4 separate regions of the Gossypium hirsutum genome follow, and regions 1, 2 and 4 are each linked to region 3. A link is a contact called in public Hi-C data. All regions are on one chromosome and are shown on one strand. Each heading gives the region's core, a stretch centred on a gene start, on an enhancer-like site or on the middle of the called end of the contact. The rest is flanking DNA. Distances are from core to core; before and after follow the strand shown. Region 1 holds the start of LOC107941846 (protein phosphatase inhibitor 2). Region 2 holds the start of LOC107917671 (putative uncharacterized protein DDB_G0287975). Region 3 holds the start of LOC107917707 (pre-mRNA cleavage factor Im 25 kDa subunit 2). Region 4 holds the start of LOC107917745 (transmembrane ascorbate ferrireductase 1).

Region 1 (2,886 bases), core at 55-2,554, 170 kb after region 3:
TTTGAATATCTACATCTAAATTATTTTCATTTCCAAGCAGAGATCTTTTCTGATCAATTTTCTTGTAACAAAATAAATAGTATCATTGTGTTTGTTATTGTAGAATTACAAGAGTCTTGTACTAATAGAATTTGATGGAGTTTGAATGGCTCACAGGTTTGATGGAGTTTATTTTTTAATTCTTTTTTAATTTTTTAATTATGTTCAATTATAATTAACACTACAAAAATTATCTCAACAAACGAAACAAAAAAAAAAGTAAAATGCTACAAACAAATCATGTTTTCTTTTTTTAAAAAAAAGAAAGATATTTAACACACTATATTATTCAAATGGGTTTTTTTAATAATAATTATTAAGTCATCAATTAATCAAATCCACAAAATCAATTATTTTAGATTATATTTTATAGTATTATATATTATGATTTTAGTAAATTCGTATAAGAATATTTAATACTAAGAATTTTATTAAATTATATATTTATATTAAATTATATTTAATAATAATTATTTTAGATTATATTTTATAGTATTATATATTATGATTTTAGTAAATTCGTATAAGAATATTTAATACTAAGAATTTTATTAAATTATATATTTATATTAAATTATATTTAATAATAATTATTTTAGATTATATTTTATAGTATTATATATTATGATTTTAGTACATTCATATAAGAATATTTTAATATTAAGAATTTTATTAAATTATATTTTTTTATTAAATTATATTTAATAATTATTATTTTAAATTATATTTTATACTATTATATATTATAATTTTAGTAAATTCATATAAGAATTTTATTAAATTATAATATATTTAATTATAATTATGTTTAAATATGATTAAATTATTTATTATTGATAATAATAATCTTATTAAAATTTAAATAACAATAACAATAATCATTTACCAAAACAAATTTATGCTAAGGGTATTCTAGTCATTTTAGTTTTTTCCATTATGCTATTACACCTCTATTCCATTCAACCAAACACAAGATTACTATTACGCCTCTATTCCATTACATTCAACCAAACAGTTGATTTGCTATTACACCTCTAATCCATTACACCTCTATTCCATTACGCCTCTAATCCAATACAGCGAACCAAACGTGGTCTAAGATTTCAGCGTTGCCTTTGGGCGCCAAGAACTTGCGTGCCAAGATCTACACTGATATTTATGAGTCAACAAAAAAGTCAACTAAAACAAAGGTGGAGATAACCCAATTGCATTCGGATTCAACCGGTAATTGAAATTAATGAAAGGGTAGAATTGGTAAAATAAATAATAATATAAAATACTTAAAATCCCCCAAAATGGAAATTTTTTGGTATTCAAAATCAACAGGAGCGATCGGAAGGTACAAATTTCTCTCTCCAATTGCTTTTTCGTTTTCTTTTCTCGGTGAATTTGAAATTCCTTCGGTGAAACCTTAAATTGATGGAAATATTTTCCTGATTGTTAATGGTTATTGGGGTTAATTTTGCCGTTTTAACTTTTCTTGTTTATATTATCCATTTTCTCAGCATCCATCTGAACTGAGCTTGATAGCCTGATCCTTGGACTGAATTAGCTATATACTTCATTCATTTGATTATTGTTTATGTCGCCTTTTGCTTCTTGGTTCTTTTGATTCTAGGTTTAATTACTTGCATGTACTTGTATTTTTTTACTATAATTTCTTATATTTATATATTTAGGGATTTCTGGTTAAGTAGTTGTGTAACTATGCAATCACTTTCGGTTTCATTTTCTTGTGCCCCTGATTCATGCACTAGTTAACTGGTTTAGGCATCATCCATTTTGAGTGTACATTAATTCTTTTTGTCCTTGCTTTTTTTTTTTTTAAATTGTTTTGGATCTTAAGAGTGGTAAACCACAAATCTTTGGACGTATTAGTGTTTACATTTGGGAATTGAGAATCTCTGTGACTCAACATGGCTACTGATTTGCTTATGGATGTAGCCCTAGAATAGTGAGATTTTGCTGCCAGGTTTTGTCTTGATGAAGTTGCCCTTGAGGATTAGTTTATTTAGGATAATTCTGTTTTCCTCTCATGGCCGCTACTGGCTTTTTTTGTTTTTAGGTTTGACATGGTTCTCTGGAGTGTGAGTAGTTAAGCTTTTGCCACATTTGGTGTTGTAACTTCTTTTCTTTTCTAGTACCAAATTTCTGAATTTGTATTGTTATCAACTCAAAAGACTCTGCCTTTGAACTCTTTCCAGTTTGATTCTTTTTTTGACACTCTTATGCTTAATATAAAGTAAAAGCCAGCACAAGCCTGATTTTAGCATGAATTAGTAATTTCGCTCTGCATTATCTGCATAATAGTTTAGTGTTTCATTTTTTTTTTGTTAAAAGTGTAGCTAAGTGATTACAATAATGTTTCATTGGATCAGGACTACTTGAAGCTTGCTGTTAAAACACCGTAATTTTCCAGATGAAGTAATTCAGAATATCTTCCTTGTTCTTTTATTTGGTTTCCTTTTGGCTCTTTTGGAAGCAGACGGGATGAGATGATTGATGGTTAACTTTATCGTATTCAAAATTGCTTCTATCTTTATTCTTTATAGCATATAACAAGATATTACTATATTTGAAGCTTCTTGCATTTCTGGACACTGGAACTTCTGAGCCAAATAGAAATCTAACTTCTGCTTCAACTTTTAGCTTGTTTTCTCCCCATTTAGGTTTCAGCTAACTAGTTCTACATGTGACTTTTTCCTTTTTCTTTTTTTAAATATATTAACAATGCAGATTGTCCGTTTTAAAAGAGAATGGATTGTTCTAATTATGCAATATTCATAAGGTGTTTCTTCATTTTAGAAATGACTCTTTAACATATGAATGCATGGCTTGATATAACTG
Region 2 (2,904 bases), core at 77-2,576, 130 kb after region 3:
TTTATATATTGCTATTCAAATTATGTTGTTTGCAAAAATTGCATTTCTTTAAAGCATTACAATCGTTTTATTTCAAATTTCTAAAAAGGGCTTGGTGTTTATGAGTTCTCGAGAGAATTGTGCCCTAACTTACTGGGCTTCAATTCTTCTCAATGAATTTATATCATCAAGTATCCATTTTATTAAAACTATACAATTGTTAAAATAAAGCTCTTAAGATTACAAAATGTTGGATCCTAACTTACTGAATGTGGCATTTTGTTGTCTCGATAAAAATAAAGGCAATATTTGAGGTTTAAGAATTTCGAGAAATTGAATCCTAACTCACTGAATTTTGATTTCTCGATTGACTTAAACAATCAAGTAACCTTCTTTAAACTCATGATTTTCATAAAAAAAGAACACATTTAATTTCGAAGATAGAATTGTAACACCCTAACTCACTGGGTGTGATAATTTATTTCTTCGAAATAAGTACGTCTTATCATTCAAGCTAGTTCATCCAAGTTTTCTAATCAAGGACCGTATTTTTAAAATCTTTTCAAAAATTCGAAAATAAAATATTGAACAATCAAATCGGTACCAATTTTGGGCGTTACGAGGGTGCTAACCCTTCCTCGTGCGTAACTGACTCCCGAACCTATTTTCTCAAATCTCGTAGACAAAATTTGTTTTAAGGTGAGCCGATCACACCCTAATAAAATATCAGTGACGACTCCCATTTATTTTAAAAAGTCGATTCCTTTTTTTCAAATTTAAAAATGGTTTCGACAGCCGGCTTTTAGGATCGACAGGAATAGCTGACTAAGACGATTCTGCACGATTGGGGTTCTTCGGTTGGCTTGGGCAGAGGGACTGCATGGGGCTTGCTGGTTCGGCTGCAGTTGGGTTTGGTTGGTTGGCTCCGAGGGGATCTCTCGCTCTGGACACCGTGGGGTTGTCTGCGATTCGCTGCCGCTACCGTTGGTCACCTCCTTCTCCCCACTTTAGCTGATCGGCAAGCTTGGCGTTGCATCTTTCGGCTTTGGCTGCTGCGAACCACGGATTCTGTTGTTGACAGCTCCTTCCAGGGTTTGTTTTGTTTTTCTTTTGGCGGGAAGTTGCTTGAACTGGATTTGTCTTTGTTTGTTTTTGTTTTTTTGTTTTGGGCTTGGCCCAGGTGTATGTTCGTTTTGTTTTGGATTTCTGCTTGTCTTTTTTTGCTTTGTTTTCCCATAAATGACCCAGTTTACATAATTGGAAAAGAATTTTGAGTACAGGGTCCGGCCATATACCCCTGTCAAGCCCATAAAAATTTGGAAAGTTGAATTAAGGGTAAAAAAGGAATTTAGCACTGTCAAAAGCATCCCCCAATGTAAGAGCCGCGCCACTGCGGCGGCCGATTCCCCCAAAATTCAATTTAAATGTTCCCCGTTTCTCTTGAATCAATCAATTATCCAACCGTTTTTGTTTGCAGATAAAGTGGGAAAGAAAAAGAATGCAGATCCAGGTAAAGTGTAGTTGTGGGGCAGAGAAGTGCCCTGAATGGGCAATTATCGAATTGCAAGGCGTGGTTGAAGTGCAGCCTTCTTTCCAGCATTCTCTCCAAAACCTCCAAATCGGACTGCTTTGCCGCCCTTCTTCCCAGGTTTTTTTTTTGCTTTTTCTTTTAGATTATTACACTGATACGCCCCATTACACTTTCATGTTAACTAAATCTGCAGGAGAATTACACTTTCACGGTCGGCTATCATGAATTAACGGGGTCCAAAGTGGCCCTTAAGAAGCCCATGGTGGTTCTCAAGAAAATTAAGTACATGGACGTGGCTACTTCTTCTTCATCATGCGTAGAGCTCGATGTTGTTGGAGTTATTCGCCACAAGATTTTGTTCAAGACCAGGCCCACGGCCTTGATCTCTGGTTAGCTTTACCTAATCATTTCTGAAAATAAATAAATAACTTTTATTCTCCTCTTGAAGTTGCTAACATAGGCAAAACCTTATCAAGCTTGTATATTTCTGATATTTTATTGTTGTTTTGAACAGGACCACAACCCACAGTTAAGGAAAAGATTAATGCGGCAGGTGCCTGATGGTACTTGAATGTTTCTAACTTGCTAAATGCTTGTTTAATTAACTATGTCAGTGGTGCTTGTTGTTTTGAGATGCTTTCTTTTGTTTTTGCCCCCTTGATCTACTCATCGTCTAGGTAGTCATGTTTTGGCTGTGTAATATTAATTAATTGTTTTATATAAATTTTGATGACACTTGTTAAATCTCCATTAATGAAGTCTTAGCACAGTTGGTAAAAGTGGAGGTTTGGGTTTTAAGTATCTAGATTCAAAATTCATTGTATAGGGTATCTGAATCCCACCATGAGTTGTAAGTTTTAGTTCAGTTACTCAGTTTTAATTTAGATTCTTCCAGTTTTTAGTTTGTTTGTGCTGAACTGTAAAAATTTGATTCTAAACTTTGTGATTATTAAGACATATTTGTATTGGTATCCTTGTGACTTCAAAAATTGGCTAAATCTAGTGTGGTATAATTATGTGTCATGCGAGGCTTAGATTTAAACATGATTCTTGAAAAGTTGGTTCCATGGTATTGTTTCTTGATGTGCTCATTCTTTATGCTATGGCATTTAAAGAGATACTTATCTTCTTCCCTCAACAATTTGTTGTTTATCCACTAACAGCATGCAAACCCAGTTCAAGAAGAAGCTATTTGGATGAAGTGACACCATGTGTTTTATGATATAAATAGCATCATGCATCATGGGATACAACTTGTAAGACATTAGTATCATCTGAATTTCACATATTAACATAAAGCATAGCTGGGCAGAGTATGGAAAAAATTTCTGATTCAACTTTCTATTAGTATAAGATCTAAAGGGATATTTGAAGAAGCTACAAAGCAACTCTAA
Region 3 (3,186 bases), core at 464-2,963:
AAGATAACAAGGAACAGAAAGAAATGTGAATTAAAGAAAATGTTTCCAAGCTACACCATTACAATGATCAATGGAAATTGTTAGGAAACATGACTAGTCATCATAGTAAGATAGTTACAAAAATCTGTACCTGCCAGTCTGGCACAAGAGCAGGTGAATTAGCGCCAAGCTTGCTGGTCAGCTTCCTTTTCAAACCCTCAATCTCTGAAGCCAAACAAACATAAGAGCATAGGTATTACAAAGGACACAGAATCTCCAAAATAGCACAGCAGAAACGATGTAAGGAGAACAACATAATATGAAAATAGTTAAAAGATGATACCATTCTCTCCAGGCTTCAGTCGTCCACCAGGAAGTTTGCAGAATGTGTTCCCAATTTGCAGAAGAAGAATGTGAGGATGATTATGTTCTTGGACCTGCATGAGAAGGTAGTATAAGCAATCGAAGGGGAAAATAAAAAAAACATTAAAATGGTCATCATTAGAAGCCAACTTTTTGTAAACCACACAAAAACTATGGTAAGTAGTAAGTTCAGCAAAAGCACAAGATAAACTCATAATGCCAAAGAGAATGCTAATTCCTTTAGATATTATCATAGACAATGATAATTAAAATATACATATAAATTCCATATAAAAGGGGCCCTTCATGTATTAGGATGTAATTCCTCTTTATACACATAAGATAGTTGTAAATTTCTTCCAGGTTGACTATCATGGTCATATGTAAACACATGTACGAGCTAACTACTGTGTATAGAAAAGTGGGAGTGAAAGCCATTACCACACATTTTTGCAAAAGAGAGAGAAGCATAAACATTATAAGGTTAAATCTTGTGGTTATTATGATGTAATGGCTAAACAGAGGTACAGTTACATACCAATAAAATTGCTTCAACGCTAGTTCTCATGCCCTCTTTCATGTAACTGCAACTCCAATAAAAAAAATCGATTACTAACTTAAGCTCGTAAAGGAAAGTTTCAAAATGTCAATCTGTAAGTAATCTAATGACATCCATGATAAATTCTTCAAGTAATTGGCACCTGTTTTCTTTTTTGAAAAAGGGTTTTCTTGCTTTTGCTTACCCAAAAACCAAGTCAATACTTTTACATCGTCTAAAATACGAGAAACAAAATCAAAATCTCAGTTCAAATGTTATATGGTTTTTACCAGTAAATAGGTTTTGAACTACATATTGCCCCCAGATCCCAACATGATCTAAGAAACGAGAAGCAGCTAGGGTTTCGAAGACCACCGACTCAACTAATTCGAACAGTCCAACACAAAGCAATTCAAAATTAGCCCTTTTTTCCTCATTTTCTTTTCCATATTTCTGAAACAGAATAGTACAAAGGAACCCTAAGCACATGAAAACCCAACCTCAAGTCAGCATTCTCAGGAGCCAAAAGGAAAATTGGGGTTTATCTAGGGTTTTTAAAAATCCTGGAAAAATATGAAATTATACAAGGAATAAAATGAAGAAAGTGAAAAAATGAATTACTTGACTTTCATGCGAGCAAGGCGATCGGCGACGGACGTGTCCTTCTCCATCTTCGGCTCTTTGGTACCAAAGGTGTAGCTGGACAAAGGGTACGTGTTAACCACAGGTGACATTACCATCTCTCCCTCTCCGAGTCGAAACGTTTGTTTCCCCGGCGGCAAATTCGATTGTGGGTAGGGAGAGGGAAGGGTGTGAAAAGGTTAATGAATATGGTCTTATTAATGAGTTCAGCCCATTGAAAATAATCAGGAAAGGGCCTAACCATTGTTGTAAAATGGGCTTATGTTATTAGGCTCATAGCATTTGTCGATATGTCACATTACTCATTAGCTGCTATTTCCGCTCCTTCTTAATCCTTTCTAATACAACCATTACAAATAGGTCCATCGTATCAACATCATCAAATAAGCGCAGGAAAAACCAAAGATTTGAGTTTAAAAATGCTCAATAATGGTGATCTCAAATTGAAGTTTTGCCCGAGGTACAGTCTTCCTACACTTGCTCTATAAGTCCAATTGTGATTGGTATATAAGAAAATACAACACAAAGCTACTAGAAATCTAATTAACGTAAGTATTTACAATAGAATCTAAAAAGAAAATTGCAAGGAAATTGGTACAAAACCCTAAAAATATTAAAGAAATCTTTTTTGTCCATCCTTACCTCCATTGAACTTAAGTAAACTGCAAATCAAGCTGCACCATCGCGACAATACTGGTTCATCATTGTGACTTACTCCACTATTTTGCAACACGGTCTCTCCTTGGCACACATGTGACCATTAGAAGTCAATGGCAAATGTCGCGACTTCTTCTCAAAGTTGAGACACTTGCTACTACCATTTCTCCAACATTGCTTCTAGCACTCAGGACTTTCATATAAAGTAATGATGAATTACGCGCAACTCAAAATATTAGAAAGTGTTTGAATAGTTGAAATGTTTGGTGCTTGTGTGCTTGATTCATGTCACCCCATTAGAAAGATGACAAGCAAAATGGTTGAGTTAGACTTGAGCTATTTCATACATTTCATACCATTTTTGGGTTTCCACCCTCTTCTTTTTTATATATATTCTTAGGGATAATTTGATCTCAAAAGATACCATTCCTATTTTTCCTAAACGAGCACTCATATTTTTAACTCCACCTTTTTCTCTTCAATTTGAAAAAGGTCCTAGATACATATACAAGAAAACAAACATTAAGGAGGCGTTTGTTTAATGGGAAATGATTTACCGGAAATATTTTATATATTTTCTTGTAATTATTTTTTAGAAAATAAGCCCTTTTTTTTTCTTGTAAGCTGACTTACCTTTTTGAAAAGTATAAATCATTTTTTGGAAAAGAGCTCTTTTACGAGTAATTTTAATTTTGCAGAAAAATTAACTTGAATCATGCATGATATTATTATAATATTTTTTTGAAATATATTATTTTTTATTTTTAAAATTGTTTAAAAATATTAATATCAAATATTTTAATGTTCAATATTATTAAACATACATTTAATAATATAATAAATTAATAATATAACTTATTATTTTAACAAATTATTTAATATTACAATTTAATTTTAATAAATTTTAACAATAATAATTTTAAATTTTAAATAATATTCTTAATATATTATTGAAAAATGCTTATATTAATAAATATATATTACAATTTATAAATATTTAATATTAA
Region 4 (3,236 bases), core at 648-3,147, 180 kb before region 3:
CTATATTTTTATCCTCCTTTTTCTCTTCAATTGTAAAAAAGAAAATTACTATTTTGGGTCAAGCAAATTCAATAAATAAATTTGATGTTTCTTTTTGTATTTGGGAAATGGTTTTTTAAACAAATAAAACATGACAAGAAAACAAAAGGGTTAGGAATGTGAGATCATATTTGAAGGAAAAAAATGAAGGAAGTGGAAGAAATAGGCTTTATCCAATAATATTGTAATTGTCAAAAATTTATTGCCATTTAACCTTCTCTGATTGGTTTGGTATTTTTGTGATATCATGCATGACTTCACCACTCCTTTTTTTTATTATTTTTTGTTTGGTTTCTTGTCAATATTCATATTTTGTCATCGCGTTAGTCAGGACAATTAGAGAGCGTAACAAATGATACATTGCCCATCTGTATTTTTAACATACATCAGAACTCAGAAGTAGGGTCAACGTTTTATCGAATTCAACCAAAAAAACTTTTAAGCTATTTGTATTGATGAGTTTTATTTTATCATCTTAATTTAGTTTAATTTTGTTAAATTAGGCCAAATGAAATAAAATTCAAGTCGAGTTGAATTTAGTGAAATTATTCAAGTTAAATTAAAATCTTGTTACTGTATAATTAAATTCATGTTAGAACACATAAATTTGAAATCATATATATTTAAAAACTTTTTCGAAGAAAAAAATATTTTAGTATGATAAACTGAAATTATTAATTAACTTATTTAAGTCCCAAAATTATTATTTAAAAAAATTAATTTTTTTACATATTCTTTAGATTTTTTTAACTTTTAAAAAAAAATCTTAGAATTCTTATAAATATTTTAAAATTTTAAAATTATTTTGATTTTTTTAATGAGAGACTAATTTGCTCATTTTCAAAATCAACAAAGATTAAAAAGGTATTTACACCAATATGTTATTTGAATTATTCGAGTTATTCAAATTATAAAATTCAATAATCGAATTGACTAAAAAAATTAAATCGAATTTTGTTCACACTAAACTTAAAACATGATAAAAACACATGACAAAACTTGAATATAAAATGTTAAAATTTCTAACAGGTCATTTCGTAACATTTTTGTTGTTAACTATAAAAAATTCATTGAACATGCCCATATACAAATAAAAATATATAATACTTAATATTAGCGGGATAATATTTTAAAATTTATAATTATTTAATATTAATAATTTTATCAGACATATATACACATAAAAAACCACGTATTTAGAATACATATATATTTTTACAAATTACATACAATAAATAATAAAACATGTAATTTACAGCTAATAATAAAAGCATGTATGCAATATGAACGAAATTAAAATGAAAACTTAGTTTAAACTATGAGTAAAAAGAAATTAAATAGGTAAATGCATTAGATTAATAATAAAAGAATGCACTCAAATTATTTATTATTTTTCTCTAGCACATCAAAAAAGTTATCATATTAGTAAATGCGATCTATATTGATTATTAATATATATATATATAGTAATTTTTTTGATTAAATTGATATTGAGTTGGCTTGTGACATCAACTTAATCACACACTTAAATAATTGTATATATAGATATATAGAACACAAAGTGAGCGAAAAATATTCCAATATTTTGGTTGGATAAAAAAGTCTAAGATATTTTATATTTTGAGAGTTAAAGTTGTTTTTTATTATTAATTTGTATATAAAGGCATGAAAATATAGGAATTCCTTTTAATAGTATATATTAATTGTTTAAAATAAAATTTTTAATAGAAAATACAAATTTAAATTTAATTAATAATAATAAGTGGGATAGATATTGGGGGTTTGGATAAATTTTTGTTTTTTTTCAAATGGATAATCCCTTATTTGAACCATATTAGAAAAGCAAAAAAGTAGGCTGGTATCCTATGGAGACTGAAATGAAGCACGTGGCGCGACGGCATCCGCGGGGAGAGTGACTAAACTGTGAGTAAAATGTAGAATCCAAACATCTTGATATCCACGTCGCATAAATCAGGATGCAACAAAGATCTCCATCCAACGGTTCATAAATCTCGGAACATCTAGGTAGGAGCCAATTATGATAAGAAAGTCTTTACTTCTTCTGCTCTGCAGTATTTTGCTGGAAAGAAGAGAGCGAACATGGCGATAGGAGTTAAGGCCTTGCACTTGTCGTTTGTGCCTCATGCCCTCGCGATTGCCGGCGCTGTTATGGTATTGGTTTGGTGCATTCACTTCAGGGGTGGATTAGCTTGGGAATCTTCTAACAAAAATCTCATCTTTAATGTAAGTTTTTTCCTTTCTGCTCTTGGGATTCCTCAAAATCTTGTTTCCTTTTCATGGCTTCAACTGCAACTTTGTTTGGTTTCTGTTTCTCCCCTCCGATTATTATCACATAACAGTTCCTTTTGGTTGAATTTGGATGGTGTTAATACCTTCCATCACCAAATTATTCGTATAATCTTAAACTCAGGCACTAAACTAATGATGAAGAAGACTTCTTTTGGGGGTTCCGCTGTTGTTTGATTCCTTGAATTTTATTACAATTTCATGTTCGATTATCCCTTTTTCCCCCTTGCTATAGTTTTGGTTTGGATGCCCCTCAATTATTAGACTTTGATGGTGGCTGGTCAACCTTCATATGGTGGCGGTAGTTAGCCATGTCCCATGGAATATAGTAACCTACCTACTTACCCTTCATTATAATATATTATATGGTCAAGCATCCACATTGTTTTTTCCCATCCTTGTTAGTATTTTTATCCCCTGTTCCTTTTGCCATTTTCCGTATCAAAAACTTGTCTAACATGGTTAAGGTTTCTAGGAGGAAGGAGAATGAGGCACTTGAACCTATTCATGCTAACTGAATTATTTTATAGAGTATTGTATCTGATATCGGTGATCAATAAAATATTCAAATATGAAACATAGGAAGCATACTTGTATCTAACAATATACATATTTCTTACTATATGTTGGAGATGGTGTCCATTAACTTTCTTTGGATTTAACCAACTAATTGAACCCCAAATTTCGTTGTCACAACTAGTTATCCATTTTCTTGACTTATCGAAGCAATCACTCTCATTTGTAGTGTCCAAGAAAGAAAAACAAATTGTATATTAATGGAATAATTGTGGTTTTAAATCATAATTACTGCATTCCAAAGTTTTATCTCATTGTCTTAACGTGACATTTTTGTCTGGATTAATAATGTCTCTTTCATGCTGAATGCTCCA

What was found. Hi-C and Micro-C count contacts between places; a contact is called where the count stands out from the background.
Region 1: a Hi-C map of leaf shows a contact between it and region 3, with 2.3 times the contacts expected there. The contact joins the promoter of LOC107941846 here to the promoter of LOC107917707 in region 3. A contact is called at or near these places in 2 of 34 Hi-C or Micro-C datasets (hypocotyl and leaf).
Region 2: a contact with region 3 is called in a Hi-C map of leaf, with 3 times the contacts expected there. The contact joins the promoter of LOC107917671 here to the promoter of LOC107917707 in region 3. A contact is called at or near these places in 11 of 34 Hi-C or Micro-C datasets (anther, fibers, hypocotyl and 2 more).
Region 4: a Hi-C map of callus shows a contact between it and region 3, with 2.9 times the contacts expected there. The contact joins the promoter of LOC107917745 here to the promoter of LOC107917707 in region 3. A contact is called at or near these places in 3 of 34 Hi-C or Micro-C datasets (callus and leaf).

The regions. Positions count from the first base shown.
Region 1 is chrD08:36,014,530-36,017,415 of Gossypium_hirsutum_v2.1, reverse strand. It overlaps LOC107941846 (protein phosphatase inhibitor 2), which reads left to right and starts at 1,304. Exons shown (of 5, transcript XM_016875470.2): 1 at 1,304-1,378; 2 at 2,418-2,463. The coding sequence starts at 2,459. It overlaps LOC107957559 (a long non-coding RNA gene), which reads left to right. Exons shown (of 5, transcript XR_001700493.2): 5 at 1-29.
Region 2 is chrD08:36,053,070-36,055,973 of Gossypium_hirsutum_v2.1, reverse strand. LOC107917671 (putative uncharacterized protein DDB_G0287975) reads left to right here and starts at 1,326. Exons shown (of 4, transcript XM_016846973.2): 1 at 1,326-1,627; 2 at 1,704-1,899; 3 at 2,025-2,073; 4 at 2,674-2,904. The coding sequence starts at 1,478. The coding sequence ends at 2,071.
Region 3 is chrD08:36,188,109-36,191,294 of Gossypium_hirsutum_v2.1, reverse strand. LOC107917707 (pre-mRNA cleavage factor Im 25 kDa subunit 2) reads right to left here and starts at 1,713. Exons shown (of 7, transcript XM_041098139.1): 1 at 1,502-1,713; 2 at 881-926; 3 at 323-416; 4 at 131-204. The coding sequence starts at 1,620.
Region 4 is chrD08:36,365,642-36,368,877 of Gossypium_hirsutum_v2.1, reverse strand. It overlaps LOC107917745 (transmembrane ascorbate ferrireductase 1), which reads left to right and starts at 1,897. Exons shown (of 4, transcript XM_016847040.2): 1 at 1,897-2,283. The coding sequence starts at 2,140.